3 separate regions of the Sus scrofa genome follow, and all the other regions are linked to region 2. Evidence: chromatin contacts called from public HiChIP or PLAC-seq and promoter capture Hi-C data. All regions are on one chromosome and are shown on one strand. Each heading gives the region's core, a stretch centred on a gene start, on an enhancer-like site or on the middle of the called end of the contact. The rest is flanking DNA. Distances are from core to core; before and after follow the strand shown.

Region 1 (4,195 bases), core at 1,114-3,613, 580 kb before region 2:
TAAAAAGATGATCAGATGTTTTTCCCCGGAAGGTTCACATTTTAGAGTACCGTCTTTAAGTCAAGACATTTTGCTGACCTTAATGGATATACACTTAAAACCTGAAGCTGAAAATTAACGTCGATTCGGTTGTTACCGGAGTCTCACCTAAATACAATGGGGTCAACTGTTGGGACGGACTAGAGTATTACCAAGATCCACTTTAGAGTTTAAAAAAAAAAATCTAATTCCAAAATACCTTGCACATGCGAGGCCATGAGCCCCTACTTAAAAGGATCTAACCGCAGTTGGCCTAAAATCTTCCAGGGGTCGTCCCCTTTATCTTAGTGAAAACTTAAAAGAGAGTAACTCCCTTCTCATTCCTTCCTCAAGGATCGTTTCCTCCTCCAAGTCAGTAGACGACCCTCTCAATTCTCCTCCTGAGAAGAATCCGACTGTCAGGCGCACCCCTTATCCATGGACAAGATAAGAGCAGACACAAATGCCCCTTTAAAAGAGTCGTCTAAACGTCTTAGGTCTAAGATCTACTCCTCCCATCCTGGACAGTCAGAAGGCTCTAAGAGTGACACGGTCCCTAAATTCCATTTTAAAAGTCCATAACACGCTAGCCCCTCCTTCCAACTTTCTTAGAAAAGCCTCTAACTTGCCTTTTAAACTACTAGAGTCTCAGCTCTGCACTCGGACAAAATCTCCCAAAGGCCCGAACACTCCCCATCCTCTCAAAAGGACCCAGACCCCTCTGACCCTCTGCCATCTCGCTCTCTTAAACCACTCTCCTTCGCCAAGTTTCCGTTCACTCTCGGCCTCAGCTCAAAACCCCCTTAGAAACAAGTTCGATTTTCTCCTCCACGCCCGCGTTTTCCTGAGTAGAGTGTGACACCTCTCCCTCCCCCCACAGCCACCAGCCCGCCCCCACGCCTACAGTTTAAAAAGAATTTAAAACTTTCACTCCGGAGTCCCATCTGAACTGCTCAGAACTGCACTCACATTCTCGTCTCCAGAGAGGTCCGGGTTGCTGTTCTCGTCGCTGCTCAGCTTCTGCTTCTTGGCCGCAGGCATGTCTGTTCCCGCCGGCGCTGTCGACACTTCCCTCTCGGACATATTCCTCCGCCTCCCTCCAGGTTCCTGCCGCCTAGGGCGGGGCCTCCGCCACACCGCCGTCAAGCAAGCCCGGCCGGAGCTTGCCGCAAAGTTGCCACTGCCGCCGCCACCTCCACCGCTCCCCCCACTGTCGCAAACCGCGCCCAGCCGCCGAGGCGGGCGTGCGTGCGACCCCGCCACACTGCTGAAAAAGGGGCGCGCGCGCGCGCGCCCTCCCGCGCGGCTTCCTGGATCCTTCCCTTTACCCACTCCCGTCTTGCCCTTTTCCCGCCGCCCTCCCGGCAGTTTGCACGGAGAGGTGTGATCCGTTGGCTTTCAAGGGCAGTATTTCGTACGTTCCCCTTCCCCACGACCGCGTCGAAAAAAGAGAGGCGGAACTCAGAAGGATGCCCCCTCACCCCCTTCCTCTTTCCAAAGACGTTTCAGTCGCAATTGGCCCAATCCTTCGATCCCCGACCCGCTGCAAGGACTCGAAAGTCTGTGGAATGGACTAGACCACCAATATCCTAGGGGACGGGGGAAGAGATGAGAAGTCACCTCTTGATTTAGGGGTATATGGCAAGTGTCCATAACCTTAACCTCAGAGGCTAACGCTCTCAAATTGTTCATGGACCTGTTCACAATCTCATTTTCGGGTGAGAATAGAAATTTAAAACTGTAGACTGTTTCTCACTTGCCTCCCCTGCCTAACAAATGGAAGTTACCCGCTCATAGGTGCGCATGCGCTGGGGCGTATTCTCGCGCTTGGTTGTCCGGACCCGCCTCCTCCAAGCCCCGCCTCTTCGAAGTCTTTGCTGAACCAGGTAGTCTTCCACCGGGTTTCCGTAGCCTAAGATGGATTTCAAAGCGGTACCAAATCGTAGTCCCTGAATGCGTCATAATTTTTTTTGATGAATATTTATTCTGGTGAATATTTATTACGATGAATGATTATCCTCGTCCAATTGGTGCTACTATTGAGAAGAGTTTAAGTAAGAATATCCTAAAACTATAATATCCTAGACTCCAGTGAGTTACAGCTCAAAGTACTCCTTTAACTGTTAAAGGGTTATCAAGGCCCTGGACAATGCCAAGGCCCAAAAATCAATGGTCATCTCCAACTTTGTTTGAAACTGTGAGACTTAAGTGACGGCAAATCCGATACAATAAAATTTTAGGTGCAGGCCACAAAACTGTTAGATTTCATCAAAATCTGGGCGCTTGACAGATGCTAAATAAATTGGTGATCCTGGTGAATTTGTTAGATGGGTCATTAAGCCACATAACTGAACAACAAAGAAAAAAAAAAAAGAAAGGTGCGTGATATTATATGTTTTTTCCTCTTTTAAACCTCATTACATAGCCTGTTGGATAAACAGTTGAGAGTGCCCCATCTATTAAATTCTAGTGTACTTGAACTACTTTTGCATGATGCTTTAACATAGAGAATATTATCTGTTTCATTAACTGCGGATTGCAAATCACTCTTTCTTTTGGAGATAGGGAGAGGATTCTGTTGAGAATGAGAAAAGGTAAAGCAAAAAGCAAGGCAGAATAAGTTTTTTTTTTTGCAATGAAGACAAAAATGAGGCTGAAAAATTAAAGTCCATATCTTAATAATAGTAATTGCATTTATTTGTTGAAATCCTAACATTCCAGGCACTACTAAGCACTCAGTTGGTGAGAGAGAGAGAGATGAAACTGGTATAGAGTCAACCACTGAGAAACTAAGATGTGGTTTGGCATGACATTTTCATGCGCAGAAACAAACATACCCCGCTTGTCTCTTGAGAAGGATGTTTATGAAATATAGCTCTACCAAAAAAAAAAAAGGATAATGAGCTAAGGCATTTCTAATCCAAATTACTCTGTGTATTTGGGAATCAATGGGAGCTGGAAAGTGGAAATCACTTATAGTCATAAAATTAGAAAATTGCTGAACATTTGGGTAAAGGACACATATGGAAGGAAAATGCCTTTCGGCCTTCATGTTACCCAAAACGCGAAAATATTTTTAAAGAGTTTTATTAAAACTTGGAGAGATATCTTTTAAATGTGTCTGATGAGTCAGGGATAATATATGGAAATTGGTTTTATTCATTATTGCTAATGTTAAAAATTATTCTGGAGTTCCCCTTGTGGCTCAGTAGGAAATGAATCTGACTAGTATCCATGAGGATGCAGGTGTGATACCTGGCCTCACTCAGTGGGTTAAAGATCCGGTGTTGCCATGAGCTGTGGTATAGGTCACAGGTGAGGCTCAGATGTGGTGTTGTTGTGGCTGTGGTGTAGGCCAGCGGCTGCAGCTCTGATTTGACCCCTAGCCTGGGAACCTCCATATGCCACGGGTGCGACCCTAAAAAGACAAAAATTATTCTGACACTTGTGAGAACAGAAAAGAACTTCATTTAGGACTGTTGTAATAAGTGTCAAGACCGTCACAGGAGGAGAAAGAAATTGGGCTCAACTCTGAATACAGCAGGATTAGGTGGAGATTTATAATCATGGAGCGGAGTGGTGGGTAGGGGTGGGGACGGAGTGCAGGACATGCCACATGCAATATGCTGCTTTGGTATATTATTTTGAGCTGAAGGTACTTGAAAAACAGATTTCTTTGAGTCCCACTCATCTCCCTAAAGACAGATCCTCCAAAAGGAACTGAACTGTCACGAATCCCTTCCCCAGGGGTTGGGTCAGCCAGGGAAAGGTTGGCTCTTATCACAGAAGAGGAAGTTACAAGTCAGAAGTTGACACCACCCTCAGACAAACTTTGTCATGAACTGCCATCATCTCCCATCTATTCGAAGGGCTCATTCATCTTTCCAAAAAATGACTTACTCTCCCCTAAGCAGCATATGTCCCCTTACCCCTTCTCCTGTTGAGATGGTATCAGCTATCAAAGATTATTGCTTTTGGGGGATATTCATTTTTTCCCCCTCAATGGCCCTGTGCATATAATACTAAAAATGAGTCAATTTGTATACCTTTTTCCTGTTAATTTGGCTGTTTTCAGTTTATTCTATAGGCCCTGCTGTCAATTCTGGGAGGGTAGAGGAAGACATTCCTCCCCTATGGGGGCTTAGTGGATGGAAATTTACTAGAGGAGACATGAAGG
Region 2 (4,135 bases), core at 1,139-3,638:
TAAGTTAGAAAGAGAAGACAAATACCGTATGTTATCACTTCCAAGTGGAATCTAAAATATGGCAGAAATGAACCTATCTACAAACAGAAAGAGACTCAGACATGGAGAACAGACTGTGGTTGCCAAGGAGAAGGGGGGAGGGAGTGGGATGCTTTAGGAGTTTGGGGTTGGTAGATGCAAACTATTACATTTAGAATGGATAAGCAATGAAGTCCTGCTGTTTATCCAACCTGCTGGGATAGACCACGGTGGGAAATAATATTAAAAAAAAAAGAATGTATATGTTTGTATGACTGAGTCACTTTGCTGTATAGCACAAACTGACACAACAGTGTAAATCAACTATAATAATAAAGTAGAATTATATGGGGAGTTTATTTGAAATTCAGTCTTTTGAGCTCTCTCCTGAGATATGTGGATTCAACAGAAAAAGGTGAAGACTAGAAATCTGAATTTTAACAGCATCAAGTGATTCTGATGCTAGTGATCAATGGATGCATGCTGAACATCACTGATTTGGCTGAATAAATAATATGTACCAATCCTAACCCTAATCATGAAAGGCCAGTTCATCTATGGCATCAACATCCTGAAGGTATGGGCTCTGAACTTTCTTGCTTTTTTTTTTTTTTTGGTCTTTTTGTCTTTTGAGGGCCACACCCGAGGCATATGGAGGTTCCCAGCTAGGGGTCGAATTGGAGCTACAGCTGCCCGCCTACACCACAGCTGCAGCAACGCCAGATCGAGCAGTGTCTGCAACCTACACCACAGCTCACAGCAACCTGGATCCTTAAGCCACTAAGCAAGACCAGGGATCAAACCCGCAACCTCATGGTTCCTAGTTGGATTCGTTTCTGCTGTGCACAGTGGGGCACTCCTCCTCTGAACTTTCTTTTGGTATTACACAATGAATAGTAATGGGGGAGGACAGAAAAAGAAAAGGAAAATATTGTACAAATCACAGTTTCTCAGGGACTAGATGTAATCTTTTGCCTCTGACATCTAAATGGTAAATGGGAATGAAGATTACAGCAATATCTAAGGCAGATGTCAGTAACATAATTAACCAGAAACTTTGGATAAATTTTTGTTTTGCTGGTATCCAGTTCACTGAAGTCTCTCATCCCTCACAAAGAAAACTTCCAGGCAATGACTTGTACCAATCTACACTGTCTATGCTCTCAGTATCTAGGGAACACAGACAACCAGGATTATGATCCTAAAATACTGAAACAGGACAGCAAACATTTATTGAGTGCCTGGTTTTGGGAAGGCACTGTTATTAAAGCAGAGAAATATACTGGTAACTTTCTAATACACTTTTTACAAGTATTGAAATGCAAAGATTTCGCTATAAACAACTTTTTATCTAAAAGTTAACCAGTGCAAGGCCACTCAACTGGTCACCACGATTGTACCAGTAACAGTGCCTGTGTGTAGGTTTATCTTCTAAAGTACTTTATGGCTTTATAGTGGGTTTATTAGAATTTTATTTAAAATTTACTCATCCTTTACTCAACATTCACCTGGTATTTGACAGTCCCCCGGTTAAGCAAGATGTGATCGTATTCTCAGAACCCAAAACCCAGGCAAAGGTCAGGACAACAGGGCCGGGAACTTAAACGCAGAACGTGTGTCATCAACAAAACAAAACACATAAGAAAAGCCAAACCGAACCAAGCCACGGAAAAGTGTGAGTAGGTTTCCCGGAGGAAGTGGCATTTAAACTAATATCCGAAAGAGGAAAATCTGGAGGGGGGGGTGGGGCTAGTGGAAATAGGTGCAGGGAGGTGTTTCAAGCTGAGGGAAAGGCCGGTGCAAAGGCACCGAGGCAAGAGAAAACAGACAGCATCAATTAGGAAGAAACTTCAAGTCTACTTTCTCTCCGCTTCTTTCCAAAGCAACTGGGCACTTAACCGAGCCGTGTATGGACTTCGGAGCTGTTCTCTTTAGACTTTCAAATCCCCTTTATACGCATCATTTCAGAAGTTTGCCAACACTGTGAGGGTGCAGAAGCCACCGCGCATACCACCTTCGGTTTCCACCTACCTTGGGCGCTTCTCCGGCTTCCACAGGCCCCACTTCTGCAGCTCCCAGGTCAGCCCCAACCCCACGTCCGAGCGCCGCCATTTTGGCGATTCACGTGACCAGCGGTGGGCGGGGACCCAGAACCCCCGGGGCGGGAAGTGGTGCCGGCTCACGCCTCTCGCCTGCAGCCCCAGCCCGCCCCGACCCAGTCAAAAGCCGCGCCCTCCATCCTGGTTGCGATTGGGCGCGGCATCCAGAAATTAGGGCCGCTCATTGGCTTCCAGGAGGTCCAGACGCCCGTGGGCCCGCCCCCCTCCCCGCCCGCATTCCCTTCTCCAGCTATTTGTTAGCCCAACTCCCTATTCTAGCATCCCAAAGGGGCGGTCCGAGCGTAGGGATTTTGCTGCGCGTTTTCCCCTCCTTAGGGCACCTCCGTTAGCTGTGGCTGAGCTGCCCGCCCCTTTCACTCCTTCAGGGTGCTCCCCCTCTGGCCTGGTCCTTGTGTTGAGGCTTCACGGGCACCTCCTCCCTATAACCCCCAGCCGGCAGCCAGAGCAGCCCCGACCAGCTTCGTCCTCACAGCCTTCAGACTCTCCACCTCAGTTTTTAGTTCCCTCATATTCCATCCTTTCACCCCGCTTGGAAAGGGACCACAGAGAAATTTGTACCCCTCCCCCCGGCTCTCCGAGAAGACCCCCCCCCCTTTGCCAGCCGATGTTTCGGGGCGGGGGGCGCTGCTGTAAGGAGGCCTGGCGCCCTTTTGTGCACGTTCAGTGGCCAGCAGTATCTCCCGACCAGCAGCCCCCGACCCTCCAGTCTCCACGTCTTAGAGAAGCCAAATTCGAGAGTTATATAATTGCTAGTGCTGCTGTTTCTCCTGCCTGAGGAAACACTTCATCGCGTGGAGGGTGCAGGACATTTGTGCTCTTCTATATGAGAACGGGGTGTGGGCAGGGGTGGCCAGCGGTAGCAGAGAGATTCCTTGTCTTCTCTGCAAAAGCAAGGTGGGTAGTTTGGAGAGAGACTGAAAGAAAAAGGGTGGATGTGGAAGCCAAGCAGCCGAACTCTCTCATTTAGGAAACCGCGAACCGTTTGCACAGCTTATGCTCACATGCCTATTACTACTACAGCGTCTCAGAAAACACCTTTGGGGGAAGGTTTGACTTGCCTCGAACAGTCTCAGTGTTTTTCCTCGCCGGACAGGGAGCTGCTTGGATGCGAAGAGATGGCATGATGTGAATGACTCCAGTGTGAAGAAATCTTCGCCAACTCATCCTGCATCAAGTGCCCATTGAGTAGCACTGTCACTTTAATGTCTCCATGCCAAGGGATTGCTTTCCTTCTATTCAATCCTCTCGGTTAATACATGGGAGGATCAGAATCAGAGGGGCATTAAGGATCAAGCCTGAGGGGCTTGGAGAGCACAGAAGAAAAAAATGAAAGTGACAGCAAGCTGGATTCTGTCTTACTGAGGGGGTGAGATCCCGAACTTGTGGTCCAGTAAACAGAAGGGGGGGGGGGCCTTTCAGTCTGTCTTCTGCCCCAGAAAACTGTCGAAACTCACCCACCTTTTTAGAGGCTAGAGTCTAAAAAGAGGTTTTTAAAGCATTTTTTTTGGAGGGGGTGTGAGGGTTTTACGTTTTTCTCTAAAGAATTGAGTTCATTTTTGAATTTGAGCATGTATTAAGTAATGAGACAGCTGTGTAAATTTGGTTTGTGCCTTAATTGAGTTAGTCATTGAACTTCCAAAATGTTGCTGCCTGAAGAGGAGTTTTAATAATGTTTTCTACGCTGACAATAATTTTCTTTTTAAACAAAATAAACATTTTATAAACACCGAAAAACTCAAAAGCTATTTTTCTTTAAACTCTGTGGGCAGCAGTGTCAAAGTTTGTGGGAAGAATACATCATTTTTTCCTTATTTGAAAGAGAAGACAGCCTGGATTTCCAACAGTAAAGTGGTTTGCAACAGTTACCTGGCTCTTGGCCTCCATCCAGCTGGATCAAGTTGATACCTGAAAAGAGATCCTGACTCCTGTGGCCTTCGAAAGACCCAAGAATGCCAGTCAAGAAGAGAGGTGGGCTAAGAGGCTTCCTATATAATAAT
Region 3 (4,326 bases), core at 174-2,673, 940 kb before region 2:
CCTGATCCAGGCAGAGGCAGTTCCCAGCAGCACAATGTCTGCTGTGTACTTTGCGCACACGCTGAAGGCTGCTTGCGTGGGAGGTGAGCAGGGAAGTCAGTAGAGGACCCTGCCATCTGTCTGGCAGTCAGTCTGAGGGTTCATAGTCCTTATGAAAGTGGCTGTCATTTCCTTCATTCACCCAACATCTATTTATTGTGCAACTATGTACCAGTCATTAAGCTAGAGAGTGAGGATACAGGGGTTTACAAGCAAAGAGACTTTCCTCATGATGCTTACATTTTAGGGGGAGACAGTCAACAATGATTAGAAAATGAGCCGATTACTGGTTGTGTTGAGTTTTGCAAACAGAAAAGTCCTTCACCACATAATCCCTAGTGGAGGCTGACATTGGACTGGGTGGAGGAAAAACCTTCAAGCTGACAACTTAGTGGAGATCTGAGAGCATGGGCGGAGTGTGCCAAACAGAGGCAATAGCAAGTGCAAAGGCCCTGAGCTGAGAGAGTTGTGGTTGGGGTGGAAACACAGAAAGGGGCAAGCGTGGCTAGAGATCAGTGAGAGGGAGACTGGAGTGGGATGAGCCTGAAGAAGTTGGCAGGGACCAGGCTATGGGATAACTAGCAGACCCCAAAAAGAATTTGGATTTTATTCCACATGCAATTAAATGTTTGCTTTAATAGGAATTTCCTGGCTACTGTGTGGAAAAAGTGTAAAATTAGGTTCAGGATTAGATGGACTCCAAGGTTCTTGCCTGGTCCCAACAACCCATGTCATGCTCCTGGGGTCCCCAGGACTGTGGACCCTATATCATTGATGTCCCATAGAACTTTCAGTAAGGATAGAAATGTTCCACACCTGTGCTGGCCTAACCCAAAGCTCAGGTGGATCTCGAGTACCTGCTTTGTTGCTGGTTTAACTGAGGACGTGGAGTTTAAATTTTATTCCATTTAAATGGACTTGGGTAAATATATAGAGACGCGAGTGGCTAATGGCTATTGAACCTGACAACACAACACAACACTAAGCCCTGGGTGCCTGACGGTTTCTACTCCTTACCCAGAAGCCAGGGCCTTCTCCAAAGGGTGGGATTGTAAAAGGGGTTATTGACCCCTAAATGCCAAGCCCCCTCTGTGCATTTGGCTTGTCAAGTGGAGAGGTTGGGAGTTGGAGGGGTGGCATCCTGAGGTTCATTTTGGCACCGCGGAGGCACTGCACCTAGCTGTGAGGCTCTCCACGCGCACCCTGAGGGAAACCCCGCATTGCGAACAAAGGTTTCCGGACCTCTCTTTCCATAAAGCACCAGCCTCGCGCTCTCGCGGCCTCGGGCGCGGTACATTCATTGGCAGGAGGGAAACGGCCCCGCAGCGCCTCGCCCCGCCTGCCCCGCAGCCGGGTCGCGTAGACTCAGCTCCGGGCGCAGCACAGGTGGGCTGGGGAAGCCAGAGACCCAGGCGCGCCACCGCCACCGATCGGGATTGGAGGTGCGGGGAATCCTTGCCGCGCAGTCGCCGCTTTTTCTCTCGGGGACTGGGGCAGAGGTGGCGCGGGCTATTGCCCGCACGGGATCTACTTCCTGAGCTTGCTTTCGCTTTGCCCGGGGCTTGGCGAGGCCTGCGCGCCGCAAGCGCCGGGAGGGAGTCGCGCAGGTGGCCGCGGGGGAGGGGCAGGGGCTGCGCGGCTTGAACCCTGCGGACGCATCCCTGGCTGAGACTCTGTGCCCCTCGACGCGCGTAGGTCCCGGCTGGCCGGGCGGCGCCCCTGACCTTGGTTTCTCCCCGTGGCAGGTCTGCGCAAGGACCATGGGTGCGTCGCTGGGCAGCGGCGCGCGGGTGGCTCTCCTGCCCCGCCAGGCCTGCGGCGCCGTCCGGCGCTGGGCACCCCCCGCGCCCGCCCGAGGCTGCCACTCCAAGACGGGCCTGCCGCGTCCTGTGCCCCTGAAGAAGCGCGGATACGATGTCACCAGGAATCCGCATCTCAACAAGGTAACGGTCCCGGAGGGTGGGATGGCCCAAGCCGCTATCCAGCGCCGGCCGGAGGGCGCCCCGCCCCCTGGGCCCGGGAAGGATCCTCCCAGCCGCCCTTCCAGTGGCTTTCCATTTTTGCCGGGGGAAGCTTGCAGTAACTCGGTTTGGCTTGTATTTCTTCCTTTATTTTTTAACCACTCCTCTTCTCCCTGGAAAGAGGTGATCAGTAACGCAGGGAGCCCAATTTCTTCAAACATACAGACGGGGTTAAGGTCCTCATGACCAGTCCGACGTGGGGTCGGATCTCCCCTTGATGCTTAGTGATTCTGTTGCTCTTGGGCAGTTCATTTAATCACTGTCAGGCCAAGTTCCCCCTCCGTAAAAGCGGAAGCAGTTGTCTCAGCAGCATTGTGAGCTTTCAAGAGAAAATGGAGGCAGAGTCCTTAGCACAGTATCTGACACCCCGTGGGAGCACATGTCAGCTAAAATTGTAATTATTCTGAGAAAAAGGTTGATTTGAGCAGAGACCAAAAAGTCTAGAATTATAAGAACGTTTAGACCTTGAAGGGGCATCAGATATGCTAATTCAAACCTCTCCTTTTACAAATGAGAAAACAAGACAAAGGGAACTTGCCCAAGGTCACCAGCTAGTTTTGGCTCTGCCGCTGAAATCTGGGGCTGGATCTCTGGTGCTTGGGTCAAGTTCAGCTCACTGCTTGTTAGCAGTGCCTAAGAGCACACACGTTTGTTCCTGAGAGTCAAGTTTAGTATCACGGGTGTTAAAAACCCAGGAAGCCAGAGACTTGACGCCTGTCTCCGGGCACCTCCTCAAGTTAGCTTGGGCATCTCAATTTCTCTGAGTGCCACTTTCTGTTGCTTAAGGTGGATGTTAGACAAACCCACCATTCCTACCACATTCAGTTATTATGACAGTCAAATGAATTACTGAATTTGAAATCATATTTTAAACTATATAAAGTGCTTGGTAAATAAATAATTACTACAAAATAAGAACTGTAATAATTTCTTTGAATTAGGATTGTGAAAGTCAAGGGCGGAAGTTCTTGTGGAAAAGGTGTTTTTGAGAAATAGGGACAATTATGTCAATGTTCAGTATGTGACTGTTTCCTGCAGAATTAATAGAAGAGGCTGAGAAAGGAATTTTTTTCTCTCAACCTCCACCTATCACACAGTGCCCCCTGCTTCCTCCCAAAAAAGGAACCCTAAATCCTATGTATATTACAACTTTGGAATGGGTGGGGTGTTTTATGAATTTAAATTTGCTTTGGTAAAAGTGTTAGCAAAATGAACTCAAACTGGCTTAGCCAATAAAAGCCTTCTTCAACTCACTATTTAGAGGAAGGAGGGGTTGCAGGTGAGTTTGACTCAGCAGTCTGGGTGGCATCTCTCAGGATGCACATTCTCTCTGGCTCTCTACTCAGCTTCATCCTCATGCTCCATCCAGGAGAGTCTTTCACCTCCATGCTGCCACAGTCCCCTTCACTTTTTCTCACCCCACACCATCCAGGGATAGAAGGACACGTTCTTCTGATAACCCTTGTGGAAGAAAAGGGACACTTTCTCTGAGGTCTCAGAAAAATATTCTTTCTGTCTCATGGACTCTGATTGGATTCCTTTCCATCCATTCTCCAAACCGACCACCATCACTTAAGCCATCAGGGCTCCCCCCTGGATTGAAAGATAGTGTTTAGGTTAGGGGCACCCATTCCACCTGGTTTAGAATAAAGGGGATGTGGTTCATCCCCCTTCCCCAAGTAAATCTGTATTTGTTATCGGAGGCAGGAGGAATGGACGCTGGAAAGCAAAATAATGAAGCCCCACCACAGACTCTGATTGTTCTAATTGCTTTAGAAGTATTGGCACTTAATGCTCTATGAGTAGTTAAAAAGTAAAAGAGGGCCTTGAAAGCTTTGTCTTTTCTACCCTAGGTTTATGGTTCCCTAAAAGCCCTTGTCCCTTGTCCTTGATGGAAAATTTCTCCTCCTAAATAGTACAAACGGACACTGCCCATAAATCTAGGGGACCTGACCTTGTCATGACGTTAAAGATTTTTTTGTATATCCCTGAGGTCAGCTGATGCTTGTCAGGGAGAGGGGATATCTGGGGTGATGCTGAGTTGGCCTCCCCCATTCACCCTTGAGGAGGGAGGGGAAACAGTGGAGGGAACAGCCCTGCCTGGGGGCTGCCCCTCACTTCCCACTGGAGTGCCACCCTCCTGCTGACCTCAGGTGCTCAGAGAGTCCCCAGGGAAGGCCTGAAGCTTGGCACTTTCCATCAGCCAGATGGGGAGACTTGCTGAGTTAGACAGAACCACTGAGGTTGTCACTGAGAAAACAAGAGA

Evidence for each region. Promoter capture Hi-C pulls out the DNA fragments that hold promoters and counts their contacts. HiChIP or PLAC-seq counts read pairs in DNA pulled down with a chosen protein or histone mark.
Region 1: a contact with region 2 is called in a promoter capture Hi-C map of liver, with 8 times the contacts expected there. The contact joins the promoter of EED here to the promoter of DLG2 in region 2. A contact is called at or near these places in 1 of 5 promoter capture datasets (liver), 1 of 47 Hi-C or Micro-C datasets (heart right ventricle) and 1 of 2 datasets of contacts at active chromatin or transcription factors (alveolar macrophages).
Region 3: a contact with region 2 is called in an H3K27ac HiChIP or PLAC-seq map of alveolar macrophages. The contact joins the promoter of ME3 here to the promoter of DLG2 in region 2. A contact is called at or near these places in 1 of 5 promoter capture datasets (fetal liver) and 1 of 2 datasets of contacts at active chromatin or transcription factors (alveolar macrophages).

Annotation. Positions count from the first base shown.
Region 1 is chr9:20,121,245-20,125,439 of Sscrofa11.1, reverse strand. It overlaps EED (polycomb protein EED), which reads right to left and starts at 2,363. Exons shown (of 12, transcript XM_013979229.2): 1 at 988-2,363. The coding sequence starts at 1,101.
Region 2 is chr9:19,545,670-19,549,804 of Sscrofa11.1, reverse strand. It overlaps DLG2 (disks large homolog 2), which reads left to right and starts at 2,388. Exons shown (of 27, transcript XM_021102307.1): 1 at 2,388-4,106. The coding sequence starts at 4,088. TMEM126B (transmembrane protein 126B) reads right to left here and starts at 2,141. Exons shown (of 6, transcript NM_001243600.1): 1 at 2,050-2,141. The coding sequence starts at 2,130.
Region 3 is chr9:20,486,112-20,490,437 of Sscrofa11.1, reverse strand. ME3 (malic enzyme 3) reads left to right here and starts at 1,423. Exons shown (of 16, transcript NM_001244258.1): 1 at 1,423-1,481; 2 at 1,785-1,982. The coding sequence starts at 1,800.